Linked DNA regions of Mus musculus: region 1 is linked to region 2. A link is a contact called in public HiChIP or PLAC-seq data. All regions are on one chromosome and are shown on one strand. The core of a region is the stretch at or near the end of the contact, and the rest is flanking DNA. Distances in the headings are between cores, read along the strand shown. Region 1 overlaps Slc4a4 (solute carrier family 4 (anion exchanger), member 4). Region 2 holds the start of Grsf1 (G-rich RNA sequence binding factor 1).

Region 1 (6,003 bases), core at 3,005-5,504, 550 kb after region 2:
AAGAAGAAATTGGCAGGCAGACATCCCCTCAGTCTTCATATGTACCCACCACCAGCCAACCCTCCATTTTGTCTGTGATATTGACTTGTCCTTACTAAAACAGTATAAAATCCTGCTTCAGAAAAGGCAGTTGTATTTGAAGCGCCTGTGTTTATATTATAGAAAAATAATGGGGAACCTTCTAGTTGTTGTGTATGGTTCAGAAGGGACAGAGAAAATGAATACTGTGTACATTGTCACCTTTAGAAAGACTGACAAACTTGTACCTGCTGACAGGTCTTCCTAGCTATTCCTCACCTTGCAGTCAAATAGAGCTGCAGAGGTATCAAAGGGAAAAGCCCTTGGGTTTTTGCAGTGAGCCCTTTTACCCCACATGACATGAAGCACTGTAATATGTATGGAACAATACAAGAACTCATGAGCAGAGCTTGAAACTCCCAATTGGCTGTCCTGTACCAGCCCATGCGTTGGCTTGTTTTCCTGGGCCACCAGCCTCCATCACTGTGACTGTTATTATCTGGCAACTTTGATTAACCTGGAGTCACTGCCGCCATTAGTGACTCTTACATTTTTTAAGCCAGGGTTTTCCTAAGCATAGAAGATTAATTTTTTGCTAGCCTGGCTCACAATAGACTGCGGGGAACCTTACAGAAAAGCAGAAGAAACAAAGCAGCCCTTGTTCAAGAGCCTCTGTCCCTCCCTTGAGTACATTAGTCCTCCCCTACTTCAGGAATCACCTCTCCCAATACGGCCACCATTTCAGACCATGTGCCCGCCCCACCGCTGATGTTTGGCAGGTTTTGTGCATGTATCTGAGATGCCTTGTTCGCATTTACAAAGTCAATACAGGAAGAGGCAGATGTTAAGGGTACAGTTTAACCGAAATGTAAGCAGCTAAGGAAAAGGGTGCGATTAATAATTAACCTACAAATTCACACAGAAAGCGATGTCATGGGTTGACCTCCCTGTGACTGTGTTCTTTTTTTTAAAGCAACAGATGACAAGTTCAGAGAATGGTTTTACTTAAGACTCTGCCTTTGAAAGGTAGATCAAATGGATGAGAACAAGAGATATATGTGACTTTTTTTTTTTTAAGTAAAGAAATGAAATGGTTGAACGCCTCCCCTGTCCAGCTCCTTACAAGTTTAATGGTCTCAGCTGAGCTGAGCAATTTTCTTGCATGCATGAAGCAGCATAGGTGGTTGCTGGCTTATGCAAGGGTACTTTGAACATGAGGTTTATGGCCTCTGTTTTGATCTCTGTGCCGAAATCTGTCTTTCATGTGGAGGAATGCAAGGAATTATAGTGTACCAGCTTTAAGTTCATGAGGATACCCCTTGACCCCAACCAGCTATAGTCAACAATGCCTCAAAGCACCAAGTCACTTAGTTGCTTACACAGAACTTCTGGGAAGTACGAATAACTGGCTTCCCAGGCTGGGGAGGTGGCGGTCCCTGAGTTTCTACAATGGAAACGCTGCGGCTGACTCTCTGTTTTACTGGCAAGACTCAAGACATAAAGATTAAGGAAAGTTCACTGCTGTTTCTGTTGCCCGTGCTTGGATTAGTTTATCTTTAACATGAGGTGTGGTCAGAAGTTATCTTTGAGATTTCGTTAGTGCACTAAAGTGTAGAAGGGAGCCTTTAGTTCGTACCTGGCAGATACTTGTTGATCTCCCACATAGACCTGACCCATGGAAGCAGGAAAAACATAGTGGAGATGATGATAGTAGAGATAAACCTGCTGTCTGTTGATCTTGGCCTCAGATTAAGGAGTCACTAGGGATTTTAAAAATATAGCCATCAGTACCTATGAGAACTATATGAATAATTACCTCCGCTCTAAAGCTAGGAAAAAGTCACTAGACTTCAATAAGCTTGTATTGTGGTGGCAAGATTTGAACTCTGGATGTTCTAGTATAAAACCAATCTCATGTAATGTATGCCCTTCAAAATAAAACATGGTACTTAGCCTTCAAAGAATCTCTATCTTCTTTTCCCATAATATTATCTTTCCCAGATTCTTTGATCTTATTTGGAATCCTTCTTATGTGGGGAAATTTATGAAACTTTCATAAAGTCCTCTTCAGACCTTGTCCCAGACTGAGAACCTGCGGTTTCTTTACCAGTGAAGACTTTTAAGGCTTAAGAGAGTTAGGGCATTGTGTTAATAACATATTGCCAAAACCAGGTTAGCTGAAAGTGCAATGTATTAAAAATGAGATAAAACAGGACTTCAGGTCAGACCTTCCACCCAGACCTCCCTGTCCCCAGCATCTCTTCCCCAAGCCACGACCCTACCCACCCCTACCAGTGAGGAAACAGGAAGACCAGTGGTTGAGAACTGCATACAGTTTCATGATAAGGATGGCATAAGCTCTACATTTATCATTTGTTAGTTGCCATATTAATCAATTAATTGGTAAGATGTTATGTAGTCTTTATCATAGGAGCTTTCTAGACAAGAATGCTCAGAGTATGAGAAATAAACAAGTTGTCTCAGCAGTCTACAGCTAGCTGGTAGCTAGAAGCCAAACCCAGGTCTGTTCAACTACTGTCACCCACATCTTAATCAGGACCTTACTCTTAGCTTTAGGCACAGGCACACACACACACACACACACACACACACACACACACACACAAATATGCACATTCACACATATAAGCATACCCATTCCCTCTTGCTTTGACCATAAAGCCGTGGAGAGATCTCAGTCCTTCCTGAGTTCCTATCCAGTGTTGGGCAAGTATAGTTTTCTCTTTTTATTGAAAATCCTTTTCACATCCTTCGTTCTTGGAGAGTTCTACTACTATTGACAAATCACCAGAAGACAATGTGAAAAATACAGAAATACACTGACCAAAATTCAAAAACTTGGTGACATAGTATTTAGATATTAAGTCTTATTTTGATTTCACCTCACTTTCTTTGTTCTATATGATTATAGGATCAATCATTTAACTTTTTCATTTTTAGTATTTATTGAATGTAATACTTCTTTGTGTTTATTTTATTTTATTTTTGCTTCCTGGGTATTATTGATGGTATAATTGTTTGCACAGTTTACCATTTAGCTATCTGGATGTGCCCCTGAAATGGATATTTTTAATTTCTACCACCTTGCTTTGTAAAAATGATTTCCCGCTATTACTGCATTATCCCACTATAACATGGGATCTCATTTTTTTAGAGACTTTTTTTTGGTAGAATTCATTATTTATTTATATTGTCACACATTAGCCTAGGATGGCCTTGAACTCATATACTCATGGCAGTCCTCCTGCCTCAGCCCCCTAAGTGCTAAGAGAACAAGCATGAACTCCCACATCCTGGGTGGCTCTCCGTTTTACAAGCCTTCTTCTTCTTCCTTTGACAACTTTGTTTTGATATGTAGTTCTAGTATAATTTTTACACATTGACCTTCTGACAGGATCTGTGAACTAAGTTCTATAAAATATACCCTCTACCCCAACAACTCTGTCAGGTTTGTTAGGAGTTTCATTCTAGGATTTGTATTGATACGTATTGTTGTGAAGAAAATGAGAATATCATAAGCATTTGTATTATGTTGAAGCTGATCAGAAATGTCAACTTCACAGATTTTCTTCTATGTACTATTTTCTTCCAACTGACATATATATATACATATATATATATACATATATATATATATATATATGCATATGTGTGCATACACACACACACACCCCTTCCTATACCCAGTTATTTTCTTCCTTACATCCATCCATGCCATTCTGTGTCATAGATCAGGTGAAATTTGTTAACATAGTTCAGAGAATTGATCTAAGAAGGCCCCAGGCACAGTGTTCCGGCACAGTGTTCCTCTGCTATAGTAGTAGAAACACACTACAAAAAAAAAAAAAAAATCATTAGTTAAGCTCAGGGAAGGATAGACTCTTCTGACACTTCTAATCCAGAGATATGCTTTACCCAGATCAAAAAGAAAACACTGAGGAAACCCAGGTAGCTCTCCACGAATCAACTGTTCTTTCCTGCACCCCTTTCTCATGCTTGAATGTACACAATAAATGGAAAAGAAATCACAACATGTTGAGAGGAAAGAGATACCTTAGAAATGAATCAGAGATGGAAATTTGATCCTTTGCTGGTCTTATGTATTTATTATTGGAAAATGCACATAAAGAGTTGTAAGTCACATCAGCACTCACATGCTAAGAGAAATGGGGGCTTGTGTTTGAGCACCAGTGGCCTGGGTGGGATATGTCTACCCCTCTGTGGCCACTGCTGGGTACTACAGCCCTGCCCTCCTGCCCACTTCAAGCATTCAGTTCCTTTTAGTTTTTGGTCTTTTCTGAGCTCATGGGTAAAGTTCATTACGATGCAATTGTTAGTCCCTTCTAGAGAAAACCTTTGACAGTTAGTTCATAGATGTGTATTTTCTCCATTGAAACTTAAGCATTCCTGTGAGTCACCAGTACCAACTGGAGACAGAGGCAGTCTATTTTAGAATTCACTAGTTCTTTAGTGTGGTCAGAAGGTCCGAGGCACAGCAGCATCAGGCAATTGCAGTAAGATGGGTCTACAAATGGTGCTTCATTAAATACATGCCGTAGTTTTAAAGTTCTGCTCTTTAAGGAATATTTCGCCTTCTGGTTAAAATGGTCTACTGCATGTGGATTTGCTGACTGGCCCTAATTACTTTTCTATTTTAGTATTTTAGTTTTGTCCTTCAGTTGCTTGAACTTCTTTTCAAACCCAAGGCTGATACCTTTGTCATCCAGACAGAAGACTTCTCGGAATTAGAATATTGATTCTCAAATGTGATTTGCTTGCATTTTACCGGTTCAGGGGAAAGTAAAGTGTACATGTTGGATTAGAACTTCTCATTGCTAAAAAACAAACAAACAAACAAACAAAAAAAAAACCTTCGTGTTGGTGTAAAGGGCGTTTTACTAAATAATGCATAACATATTAATTGAGTTTTGAAAGGCTTGCATTATCCTTATCCGTATGTGTAATTAATTGCTCCCAGATGCGTCCTGCTCCTTCCAAACCGTGCTCCCATTAGTTTGTATTCTTAGAGTCCCTAGAAGACAAAGGGGTGGTCAGTTGATGTTTCCTTTACTGGAAGAGGCATTTACCCTCCGAACTGATAGATCATTTGGCAAAATTAGTAAGGACAAAACCAACAGCCTGTTACAAAAGGATCTTGGATCCAGAGTGAGGCCATTTGCTACCTCTGCATGTACCTCCTATCCCACGCAGACATCTGGGTTGCATAGTCTATTGCTTTTAAGAGCAAAGGAAAGCCAAAACAGTTTCCCCATTTAAAAAAAAAAAAGTATTATTGAGGTCATGTGTGCCCATTCTTTAAAAAGAAGAAACAAAAAAAATGAAGTTTATTTGAATGTTCCCTCTATCTTTATTTATTTCTACTGCTGGGCTTAGAATCTTATCAATTGACGAGTTAAAAGCACTCATTTGAGGTTGCTCTGTTATGCTGTGCTTTAGTTTCAGATGTAGCCTTTATTTAAGTTATTCCCCTTCCTAATTCTTTTCGCTGTTGTTTGTAACCGGTTTCCACTGGTTTACTTCCCAGTTTATCCCGATGCCTGTGCTGTATGGTGTGTTCCTGTATATGGGGGTGGCCTCACTTAACGGTGTGCAGGTAAGCTTCCTCAGCAGTCCGAGCAAACCCTGTGCGTTTCTCAAAGCAGAACTAGTCCAGTCACCGATCTCTGATGAAGGCACTAATCATTAACTAGGGACTCTTTTAAAATACATTTATTTTCTACTTCCTCCACCTTTTACCTGCTTCTCATTTCTGATGGAATCGACAAAGCTAGCTGGTGTCAACAAATGTTATCCTGAATGCCCATTACTGAAAAGGGTTGCTAAATGTCATTTGGTGAGGAAATGAGCTGCTGTTCTCATTACCACCACCACCACCTCCTCCTCCTCCCCCTCCCCCTGCCCCCCCTCCTCCTCCTGCTGCTCGTCCCAGTCCTTCTCCTCTTT
Region 2 (5,653 bases), core at 651-3,150:
AAACCATCATCTCAAAGCACTGATTATCTGGAACAAGGCAAGATACAGAACAAGATGCCTTAAGTGTTATAATAAAAATACAAAATCCTGTAAATTAAAAAAATAGAAAACTACAGGGGAAAAAAAGAATAAAGATGGGAGATATAAAAGATAGGACATTACAATTTGGGAGGGGAGGGGAAGTGTTAGCATGTGAAAAACAGCAAACACATTTGCCCAAACTGGACAGTAAAATGAAGAGCCAAAGGCAAAAGGCACAGCAGCTGGCTATTTTGTGTTGGGCTCTATGAAGGGATACTTCACTTTGTAGGCAAAGGAAGTTAATAAAAAGGCATTGGGACATGGGTAAACGCCTTGAAAAGACTAATGTAAGAGAAAGTGGATAAGGGAAAAAAACAGAAAAGGCAACAGCAGAGACAGGCGCGGCAGGGGGCTCAAACTGCTACTTTCTGTTTCCCCAGAATTCCATAAACATCTTTACAAAATAAATAAGTAAATAAATAAATAAATAGTGCAGCAGAAAGTATTGGGCCGGGATTCAAATCAATTAGCTCAGCTACTGGCAGACATCAGCCATGCAGATGAACCACCCAGATATCACTAATTCAAGCAGACGCAAAACTAAATTAAGATAAACATGGCCAGTGGCGTTACCAGGTTAGGTAGACACTTCCCAGATGCCACATAAACCGCAAAAGAGAAATGTCCCACATATACAGAGGACCAAATATTTGCAATATGAATTCTTACAATGTCTTTCTGAAAAGACGGGAAACAAGGGAAAAGATCGTGGAGTGACAACCGAAGCCCCCAAGTCCTCACCCACGGACGCCCCCGCCCCACACACACACGTTCTCTCCCAGTTTCCCACGGTCTCCCCACAGCTCTCCGCGTCCGCAGAGCCCCGCTGCACCAAAGGTCCTTCTGTCAAGGCGAGTGGACTTGCAGAGGTGACCTTCAGTCAGGTGGACCGCCCGCCTCTCCCCGCGGACAAGGGAGAGGGACGCGCGGGGGCTGTCCCAGGCTAGCCCACGCTCCCGTGCGCGCGGGGCTGCGCGTCGGTGGCCGGCCGAGGAGGCCCGAGCCGCCCGGCCTACCGCTCCCACCGCACGCACGGCCGGCCCCGACCCTCCGCGGGCTCTGGCCGCTCAGCTTCACCTCCAGCGGGCATAAGGCTAGGGGGGAGTCGGGGTGGGGGGCGTCGGCGGCGCCCCCAAAACCTACCATGGGCCCGGCGGGAAACAAGGCCTCTACATTCACCCCAGCCACACTTACACTGCCCAACCGCCCAGACTCGGAGGGAACAAAACAAGAAGAGCCGGGGCCGTGAGAGCGTCCCTTGTTCCCGTGCCCAATAGGAGGACGGAGCGGGAGGGAGGCGGGGGTGCGGTGCGTGCCGCGGATCCCCGGGCGCGCACGCGGGGCGCTCGCGGACAGACCGACGCGGGCGCGCGGCCGCCGAGGGTCCCGCGCGCGGCGCCACGTACCTGACTGTAACCCCGCGCCGGGCCCGCGGCGGCTGCCAGCGATCGCGGAAACAGCGGGGCGCGCAGGGCCGAGTAGGACGCGGCGGCGGCCGCGGCGGCGGAGGGACGGGCAGGGATGGGACCCGCCAGCCTCCCGGCGGCCGCAGGCCCGAGCTGCAGGCCCCGCGTCTGCGAAGCGGCGGCCGCGGCGGCCCCGAGGAGTAGCAGCAGGCGGCGGCGGCCAGAGACGCCCGACGGGAAGGTGCCGGCGGCGGAGTAGAAAGGCAGGCAGGCGGCGCCGGTCCGCCGGCAGCTGCTGCAGTTGCAGCCGCAGCCCCGGAGCAACGCGCCTAGCACCCAGCGCGTCCCGGCCATCGGCTCCGGAGGCGGCGCGGGGCCTGGAGGTGGCCGCTGTGGCGCGAGCGGAGGGGAAGTGGAATCCAGGGCGGGGGAGGGGGCACCGGGCACATGCGCCGCGCGCACCCGGGGCTGAGACGAGGCTCGGAGGCGGAGGTGAGCGAGCGGCCCCGCCCAGGCTCCGCCCTCGGGGCGGGGCTTTCCCGCCGGTAAGGGTGTGGGTGGGGTGACCTGAGCGCCTCCAGAGTGGAAGTTGTCCCAGGCTCTCCTGCTCAGGTTAGAGCTGAGGTCTGCGGGTCACCGAGGCCCGGCGAAGTTTCCGGAAGGAATGGGTTACCTAGCTCTAAAACGTTTTGGGACGACGCTGAGGGGGCGTTGATACCCCAACCTCAAAATTCGTGCAGAAGGCCAACTTTGTTTTGAACGGAAGCACTGATTTTATAGTATATGTGAGATATGTATATAATATTTATCATATATTATATAAAATAAAGCCTTCCTTAGACAATATAGTCACAAGTGAAGGTGTAGAGATTTGCAAATAAATACATGAGTGGTTGTGCAGTTTTCTCCTATGTGGCAAGGACCTGTCAAAGGTAAAAAAATAAAAATAAAAAACTAAAGACAAATGGGAGTTCTTAGAGTAAAAATATGAAGGAGAGGCTGATTGGTTGTGGCGGGGGTGGGGTTAGGAGGCATCTCTGTGACTGGGTAGTGTAGTTCCGTGGCAGGGTAATCGCTTAGATCACCCCAACCTCCTCGTGGGGGTGAGGAGACCAATATAGGGCTCTCTATCGTGGAAAATCTTAACATATTTCAAAGTTTTTGAAATTCAATTCTTGTTCAACTTCCAGAAGTAAAGAAACCGCCTACATTTTCCACTGTTTCACCTTTATCCCAGTGCCAGCTCTAAAACTTTTTTTTTTAAGTTAACTATGTAATGGCAGTCATCCTATGGTATTCATCTTAAAACAATACGGACTTTTTTATTATTAGTTTAATGTATTAATATATGGGTGTGGCCACGGAGACCAGACAAGGGCATCGGATCCCCTGGCCCTGGAGTTAGAGACAGCAGTGAGCCATCATGCAGGTGGTGGGAGTTGAACCTGGGTCCTCTGAAAGAGCAGCCAGCACTCTAGACCCATAAGCCATCTCTCCAGCCCCAGTACAGACTTTTGAAAGGTTACGTTCTGATAAGTTACCTTTGAGACATTTAAGATGGTTGGGCTTAAACTTTGGCTTGTTTACTCTGGACTCCTTTTAGATTTAAGAAAACCAGGTATTTCACAAATGAAAACATATTTCTGTCCAAGAAGGAAAGAATAGAAAACCTGACCGGCTTGTTCCTTTTATACCCGAGATGTGTAGAAGAGGTTCTTCCTCTTTTCTTCGGTGAGACACAAACCCTAAAGCAGTGGCTGGCAACCTTCCGAATGCTACATCTTTACAACAGCTCATCTTGTGGTGCGCCCCCCCCCCAACCATAAAAGTATTTTCATTGCTACTTCATAATTGCAATTTTGCTGCTGTTGTGAATTGTAAATATCTGTCTTTTTTCCATGGTCTTAGTTGGCACCTGAGGAGCAGATCTCAACCCACAGGTTGAGAACCTCTGCCCTAGAGGTTTTTCTTTTCCTGTCAGGCTGGGGACCAGAGATGCCTCCCGAACCCTCCGTAAGACGTTTTCCACTGAGCTATACATTCCCAGCCTGGTTCTATTAAACGTTTCTCTTTTGTATTGCATCTGTGTGTTTATCGTGGGTCCCCAGGCCCACAGTGCTGTGGCAAGTGCTCTGTCCCTCCTTCCATGTGGATCTCAGGCTTGGCAGTAAGTGCTTTACCCACTCAGTCATCTCAACAGACCCTACGCTTTGCTTTCAGGAGAGAAAATGGGCTATCCCTTCGTTGCTGATTATCCCAGAACACAAACTTGTAGAATTATTGCAGATTCTGCTCCTATTACATTCCCTTGCTGCTTGTGTGTGTGCTGTGGAGGCCAGAGGTCCACATCAGATGTCTTCCTCCGTCACTCTCTACCTTGTTTTTGGACAGTCATCACTGAACCCGGAGCTCACTCTTTCCACGGACCCGCCTGTCCAGAGACACTCCCCAGAGTCCCTCTACCTCCTCAGCACTGAGTTTAGAGATACAGACTGATGCACCAGGCTTTAAAAAAAAAAAATAGTTGCAGCAACCATTCAAAATGTATAAATCAAAATACTAAAACCCTAAATTACTAAAATACATAGACAGGTTTGTATACTGCTTGTAAGGGTTTTGTTTTGTTTTGTACCCCTGGGTGTTTTGGAACTCATTGTGTAGACCAGACTAGTATCCAACTCACAAGAAATCCCCTGCCTCTGCATCCTAATTGAAGGCATGGGCCACCACACCCAGCCTACCTTTTAGCATTTAATCAGTAATAAAACCAAGGATCCAAATAGAAAGCCTTTTCGCTTAGAGGAAGTTGGGAGGATTATAAAGGAAAGAAGCTGGAGATTTATTTCTTTGTCCGACAGCCAGCCAGGTGCAGTGCCATGTGTGCCTCATATGTTCAGAGCTTTCCCCGGGTGAACTACAGAGACATGGGCTTAGCACTAGATTTCAGAGAAAATAACAAGTTCTGTAAATTGAAACTAATAGAGTTTCGGAACACCAGACTTTAAAAATTGATTGTAGCACATGCTTTTAATCCCAGCACTCAGGCAGAAGCAGGAGTTGAAGGCCAGCCTGGACTACGTACCAGTTGGAGACCAACAGAGTCTGAGCAAATACTGTCTCAAAAAACAAACAAAAATGCATACGTTTTAAAACTCCACTGTAACCGGCCCTGGGCGCGCACTCACTGCAAACACTTTTTACCCCTGGCTCATCTCCAGTCTATGGAAATCTCTTTCATAATTGTTCATGGTATGCTGTCAGAGATCAGAACAAAGCTGAGATGAAGAAATAAAAATGAAAGCCCAGAAAAGGTGAGGCAATCCAGGAAGTACAGGCCACAACGTGGAGTTGTGATTGCATTATATGCGATGCAGTTATGAGTGTCACTGGGAGGGGCTTGGTTGAGGAGGTCTGAGTTATCCCGAACAGCCAAGCAGGCTCAGGCACAGAAATAATCGTTAAACAGAGAGTGCACCCATCTTATCTATAAGCCACTCATCAAGCACTGTCTTCTGGCTCTACTGCAGTCTCTCAAGTGTAGCCGGGGCAGGTTTGTCACCCTGTTTCCTTGACCGCTCTGCAGGTAAAGCCAGAACAAATGGATGGAAACGCTAGTTGGGGAGAATAGGGAGAAAACAGTTCAGCTTCCCCAACTCTGCAGAACACGTTATTATAAGGTGGGGGGAGGGGGCTAGGAGGGGATAATTGCCCCGGTTGCTAATAAAGGAAGAGTTCATTTTATTGTCTGTGCCCTTCCATTCCAGAGTAGTGAACACACTTTTCCTGTGATGTGTAAATGAAGCTGAGTTCATCTCAAAGGACCCCCACCCCACCCAATACACAACTCTCTTTGCATTTGAAAGAAACTAAAGGTCCGGAGCCACCCCCAGCAACAAGCCTGGGGTGGCAACAGGAAAAGGCTTGAAGTCGACCGCTGTAAAGAAATGGTGCCCATCTGTGCAACCTTGGGTTGAGGTGCCAGTCAACGTCCAAGATTAAAGCAAGTTTATTACGTTGGGTTTGGATGCAGGAGAGCTTTAAGAATTGAGGCTACCAGTTATTTCCAGGACAAGACAAAGAAATGCCTTTGTCACCAATGCCACCCTCTCCCCTTTTATCTGAGGGAAAACCTCCTCCTCTCGACCTGTGGGTCTTGACCCCTTTCA

The links. HiChIP or PLAC-seq counts read pairs in DNA pulled down with a chosen protein or histone mark.
Region 1: an H3K4me3 HiChIP or PLAC-seq map of embryonic limb bud shows a contact between it and region 2, with 4 times the contacts expected there. The contact joins the enhancer-like site here to the promoter of Grsf1 in region 2. A contact is called at or near these places in 9 of 39 promoter capture datasets (the 3T3-L1 cell line, 3T3-L1-derived adipocytes, the HPC-7 cell line and 4 more), 5 of 484 Hi-C or Micro-C datasets (cerebellar granule neurons, embryonic fibroblasts, nephron progenitors and 1 more) and 3 of 115 datasets of contacts at active chromatin or transcription factors (astrocytes, embryonic limb bud and forebrain).

The regions. Positions count from the first base shown.
Region 1 is chr5:89,217,612-89,223,614 of GRCm38.p6, forward strand. Slc4a4 (solute carrier family 4 (anion exchanger), member 4) reads left to right here. Exons shown (of 27, transcript NM_001359211.1): 22 at 5,585-5,653. It overlaps Gm35855 (a long non-coding RNA gene), which reads right to left. Exons shown (of 3, transcript XR_003955749.1): 2 at 4,754-5,071; 3 at 3,715-3,870. Among named protein-coding and RNA genes, the nearest start is that of Gm35855, 5.2 kb to the right of the region's middle. Within about 2 kb of position 4,255, at least 39 of the 459 cell types and tissues checked have an H3K27ac peak or open chromatin away from gene starts, as enhancers often do. A contact at or near this core is called in embryonic limb bud and second pharyngeal arch cranial neural crest, where this site is marked.
Region 2 is chr5:88,674,271-88,679,923 of GRCm38.p6, forward strand. It overlaps Grsf1 (G-rich RNA sequence binding factor 1), which reads right to left and starts at 1,901. Exons shown (of 10, transcript NM_178700.5): 1 at 1,488-1,901. The coding sequence starts at 1,841.